Regions from separate parts of the Triticum aestivum genome. Here region 1 is linked to region 2. Evidence: chromatin contacts called from public Hi-C data. All regions are on one chromosome and are shown on one strand. The core of a region is the stretch at or near the end of the contact, and the rest is flanking DNA. Distances in the headings are between cores, read along the strand shown. Region 1 holds the start of LOC123078451 (beta-galactosidase 2). Region 2 holds the start of LOC123078450.

Region 1 (2,845 bases), core at 92-2,591, 460 kb after region 2:
GTTTGAATTTTCGGTCGAACGTTCCCCAGGTCCCGCAGCCGTAGTCAGCCGGTCAAAAGCCGACTGCCTACGCGTTATCATGTTTGCTGCCATCACCCTTGTGGGCCCCAGTCCGGCCTCGCACGTCGCACCCATCAGAGGGAGGCGCCAATCCGAAGCAGGGGAACCAGCCCGGCCAACAACTGCGCCATGAGCACGGCCGCCACCACTGCCGCCGGCGGCGCAGCTGCCACCACGTGAGTCGCGGACCCCAAACTGCCATGGCACCCAGCGCGGCCTAGGGCCCGGCCCTCCCATGTCTCCATCCTGCTCAGGGATGCCACTCTGACCACTGTATGACGAACCGTCAAAGAACCACGGCTCACCGGCCTCTCGGAGATCCATCACTGCATCCAAGTGAATGAGCACTTTGTACTGGAGGAACGCCGGCGGTCGCTCCTCCCCGGCTCCGGCACGGCGAGCCAGCGCAGGGTAGGGATGCTCTGCGGGTTCGCCGTCCAAGCAGTGGTCTTGAACGAAGCCAGGTCAGCCCGAGAGAAGGTCTCCGGAGCGACGGCGTCGAGCTTGCACGACGAGCCCAGCAAGTCCTCCACAACTGACCGATCCCAGGCATGGGGAGGGATCCCCTCCAGCTCCAGCCAAACTTTGAACCCAGCCACCGAATGCACCGCCTGCGACCAGTGGTGGAGACAGGCCCCAGGTAGCCCGGGCCGCTGCCTGGGGCGTGAGAGCAGCTCCCTTCATGTATTGTACATAGCACTGTAGATACAGTGCGTCAGTGTACACTGCCTGCCTGGGGCGTGGCCACATCCTGGCGCCGCCACTGCCTGCGACTGCCTATTCCATGGCCTGAAAATGAGCCTGTCACCTTGTAACTCCACCGATGGGCACGCCGAGACTCTGTTCCTGAGCTCCGCCGAGGCAAACACGAACAGAAAGTCCCCCGGGCAATGGCGGTGGACCGAGATGAACTCTAGTGGGATCCCCAGCTTGCCCTCCAACATCTCCCGCACCCGCTCTGACGAGATCATCCTCTTTGCACCACCCACATAAGCCACCATGGAAAACTACCAGGCGTGGCTCCGGACCAGCGAGAGCCACCATGGCAAACTACCTCGTCCCCGGCGCCGGCTCCGGCAGCGCAGCGCAGCGTCCTCTCACCGTGTGGCTAGCTTCGGAATCCCACCGAGTTTCCCATCCTATCTGACCCAGTTCTCACTAATCCTAGATCCTTGCTCCATCTCTCCTCGCAGACAAAAATATCCTCGCTCTCCTTTCAAAGAAAAAAGAAATTCCTCGCTCTACCTCTCTTCTAGCCTTATCACCGACAAGCAAATACTTTACTCCACTAGGCAAATATTCACAAACACTATTCAGTACAGAAAATAGCATTACCAAACACTAAGCCGCATAAATGTTTAGAGAGAGAAAGCCATCATCAAGAAAGAGGAAATGAAAAACACAACGTAAGGCCGGCCCCCGACGGGTCGCTCCTCGGTCGCTCCCGCGGGCGGCCAGGAGCGAAACCTAGCCGCCGCCGCAAGCCACAACCACCGCGCCCCCGCTCCTCGCCGCCGCCGGCAGGAGTCGCCGGGCAAAGCCCGCGGTTCGGCGGCGGCGGGGCCCTTTTTTTTCCTTTCCGCTGGAGATGGTACGGCGCGGGCCGGCCGCTCCTGGAGGGAGCTCGGGCACGTTGGCGCTCGGGATGGCGTTGGCTGGCGCTGGAAGGCTGGGGCAGCGGCCCCAGGTCGCGCGCGGGGTTGGCGTGCGCCTCCCTCGCGGAGGTGGTCCGGCGGCTGCCTGCGAGGCGGAGGATCCGGGGCCCTCGCGCCCGAATCTGGTGAGGAGGCGGGCCGTCGGCAGAGGCGTCGCGGCGGCGTGAGGTCAAGGCAGCGGTGGTGCTGGCCTGCGAGCAGGGTGGAGGCGCGGGCTGGGCGCGGCTGGGCGCGGAGTGCGGTGGGTGCGCCGTGTTGGTCGCCGGTGCAGATCTGGCGGGCGGCAGCCGGTGGTCTTCGCTCGGCGGCCCTGCGGGCAAGCCTGGACGCCACGGATCCGGCCTTGGCAGCGCAAGATGGGTAGTTTTCTCTGCCCCGTTCTGCTGCTCTGAAGTACAGGGGGCCGGAAGGAGACGGCTGCTGGTCGGAGGTCCGTGGCTGGCGGCCCGGGAGGGGCACTGCCGGCTGGTGGTGGTGCCCCGTTGCCGCTTGTTGGAGCTGGGTGGCTCTGCCGCGGTTGGATGCGGGGTGCAGGACCCGATCTGGTCTCTGCAGGCCCGTCGTCGAGGAGGTTTGCGGGTGGCCCTACACAGCAGTGGCGTGCTCGTTGTGTGGGGGGTGCGCGGTCCAATGGAGGTACGGGTCGACCTCGGCCTGCTGCGTGGGAGTGGCTGCACCGGGTGAAAGCCTGGCCGGTGCTGACCGGCCGTCGGCGACGGCGCCTGTGGGCGTCGCTATCCTCCTTGGAGGCGTTGTCGGGAATCTTCACAGCCTCTACTCCCGGATCAAGTCCTTCGGGTGAAAGCCCAGATCCTGCTACAAGGTCGGGCGGTGTCGTCGTCTTCAACGCCGTTCCCCTCTTTAGGGCGCCGTCTTGAAGAATTTGATCCCTTTGGTGCTTCCTATGACTGGACGTGCACGGTGGCTTCTGTGGCAACGACAACGGTGGTGAGCAACGTCGGAGGCGCGGCTTTGGTCGTGGTAGTCGGCTCTTCTTCTCCGGCGTGTCCATGGGAATGCCTCGACTGCCCGGTGCCGTGAAGTCGAAGCCGCGGTGGGGGGCCGCTCGTATACGATGACGCGTGTCAGGTGGCTCGTTCGGTGATCCCTCGTGACGCCAACCTTGCCTC
Region 2 (2,988 bases), core at 87-2,586:
GAATGCAAGTCTTCAGCCTCTTTCCTGTAGTTGCCATATTGGAATACACCTTCGCTCTCTCTGAAAAGCAATATGATCAAAGTCACAACATGGATGAGGTTAGGAACCATGCATATGCCTATTTCAATTATTGAAAAAATTGTGTACCAACAAATATATATTAAAACAACAAAAATGCAATTCGTGAAATTTAAATGGAAAAGGATATCTGCCAGATTATGTTATCCATATTTTTTGTCCATGAAAAAGGTGCAGGTCTAACAGATAAAATAAAATCAGAGGACCAAAATGATAGTATACGTCATACATGAACCTGAGCTCATTCAGTTATAAAGACTACCTTCAGAAAAGGCTAGAGTAGCATTTAGCATAACAACTTTAGTGAACGTACAAGCAACAGCATATCCATGATTCTATGAGTAACTTACCCGTTTCCACTGAAGTCAAAGCGAAAGACACTAATCCCTTGTTTTATTATTGCATCTGCCAGATCAACAATAACGCCAGAACTCTGAAGATAAGTGTTAAACGTCAGTAGAAGGGTAGTAGAAACTACTACTCCGACGGTTCAATTCGCTGCATCTCACATAAGCAAAATGAAACTTAGTGGCCCTAATCTTGAAGTGGACAAGGCGAATTTCTTGTGGTCACGAAATAGTTATGTACCTTGGAGGCCGTAAAGCCATGGCACAAGACTACAATCCTGTTCGAACCCGTGGGATGCAGCAGGCCCACAAGTTTCTCTCCATGCTTGTTCGTTATCAATACCCTGTGTGTAGCAGCTGTTTCATAAAACCACACGGTGTCAACAGTTTGGACTCAAAATTAGCTTTACGTATCTTCTCTTCTGTGACAAGAGTATAGGAGTAACTTCAACTCAGATGAAGCCATCCTTTGACTTAGACTACTAACACTATTCGGATTTGCAAATAACTCCAAAATCCTTAGGTTTATGCGGCCATCTGAGCACTTCATAGTAGCACAAGAAACCATCTACTAGTCTAAGATGGCTATGCAGATTCTTGAGATCAAATTTGAAGTATGGTAGTTGTCGCCCAAGAGAAGGTACGGATGGTGAAATCAAGAAAAGGGGCTTACGGGGATTGGAGGCATCCCGGGAAGAATTGAGCGGCTGCGACATGGACGACAGATGGCGGCAGCAGCCTCGTGCGGTTTGGGGTGGGAGGAACCCGAGGCTAGCCGACCCGCCGGCGGTGGCAGGAGCAGGATGAATGTTAGATTCGCCGGGCAACTGGAGGAGGCCAGGAGGAGGGCGTGGAATTTAAGGTATCCAGAAAAAGAACGCACTAGGAAGGCGCTACCATTGGATGGACCCAATGACAGCGTGAAGGGCTGGAAGCCGTTGGATTGGGATTTCTTGCTCGCGATTTTCTTCCTTACAGCCGCTCGCCCGATTTTGGACTAAAAAAGGACCCTTAAAAAAGACCCAATAAAAGGGTTTTCACTATTTATACCACTAGTTGTGTAATACTAAGTTTTGCCATTAAAAATTACAAATTCTTAAAAATGTCATCGTTCCGTGAGATGTTTGCTCAAAAATAACATTAGAAACCTAAAAAATGCCATCATTTTGGTAGATATTTGCTCAAAATAAATGGGGCGAGGCTAATCCGCGCGTGGTGGAACGCTCGCTTTTTGACAGGAAGCCTTTGAGTAGTTAGAAATTGCGGCACAATTTCATTAAGATTTTCTACAAGATTAGTAGGAAAGTTTGGTTGGTCCTTATCACCCCCACACCTGAAAATTGGGAGAGGGGAGGGGATTAGATGTACATCACGAGTGGGCTGATTACATGGTCAAAAGGAGCAGGTGGGGCCATCCTTGTTGATTTGGAAAGGGACAGATCACGATCGAAAACAGATTTGGGACGCACGGAGCCCTTCGCGGGTGCAACGAGCGATCGCCAAAGAGTCTTTTCAAAGTAAATGTCATTAGACAGTGTTGCTGTGAGGTCAAACCCATTGACCAAGTTTAAGAATTAAGCATGATAATAATGACATCCCAAAGATATCCATGATATCCATGTTAACGCATGAAAAAAAAACGTACTTGCAACTAGCAACGCTATAAGAGGGCTGAGCAAACGGTAATATAGTCAAACAAATGTTTGCTAGGATGTGAAAGTTAATTGTTGTATCATGGCAATATGCAGGGTGCAAACATGTGGCAGGTAACGAGACCAATGATAGCATCAAGACATCTAGCAAGTAAAGCTAATAATTGTATCCAAGGTAAGGATCATCCTTGCCTGTTATCCCGCTTTGAAGAAGATCGAATCAATGAAGCGTAGTCGAACGAATCTTTACACTTCATATCAATACCAAAACTCTAATGAGAAGAACCAAACCGAAAAGAAACAGACGATACAGTAAACAAACAAGGGATGGCATAGTCTGAAGGAACACGTGGTACGATACGCTAGCGCTAAATAAAATTTCTATCGCGCACCCAAGATAATGCTGGTGGAAATAGATCACGGGATCGGGTTTACCACTAAACGCGCAGTCACCACGGTAGAAGTAGAGTTGGATGCGTGTAGTCGATCTCCCGGGTCATCACCACCTCGCGTCGCCGATCTCCCGCGAACAGCAAAGACTCGCGAACGGTTCGTCCAAGCACCACAGGTGCGATGCCTTCAAGATATCCACATATGCGGGGTGCAACGTCGGGCTGGGAACTGCTAGGTCTGGTCGCACGGCATGGGCGTTGGGAGTTGTGGCGGCGGCTGTCACAGGTGGAAAAAGATCAACCCTAAGTGGTGCGCCCACTCCTTTTTATATAGACCTCTGAGGTGGGATCAACACTTGAGCCCACTAAGAGTCTACATCCATTTTCCACTTGGATCCAATCCGAATGGGTTGCGGCCCCTTAAGTGTGCGACCCTATAGGTTCATGTACACATGGACACGACCAGAGTTGACAGTTGGTAGCGGCTCCTAGTAGAACGTGACAACTCCCATGTGTGCG

Evidence for each region. A called contact is a pair of places that touch in the nucleus more often than the background predicts.
Region 1: a contact with region 2 is called in a Hi-C map of leaf, with 4 times the contacts expected there. The contact joins the promoter of LOC123078451 here to the promoter of LOC123078450 in region 2. A contact is called at or near these places in 2 of 5 Hi-C or Micro-C datasets (both in leaf).

What each region holds. Positions count from the first base shown.
Region 1 is chr3D:284,341,952-284,344,796 of IWGSC CS RefSeq v2.1, forward strand. LOC123078451 (beta-galactosidase 2) reads left to right here and starts at 1,342. Exons shown (of 19, transcript XM_044500964.1): 1 at 1,342-2,845.
Region 2 is chr3D:283,883,039-283,886,026 of IWGSC CS RefSeq v2.1, forward strand. LOC123078450 reads right to left here and starts at 1,337. Exons shown (of 7, transcript XM_044500962.1): 1 at 1,099-1,337; 2 at 667-782; 3 at 429-511; 4 at 1-60. The coding sequence starts at 1,141.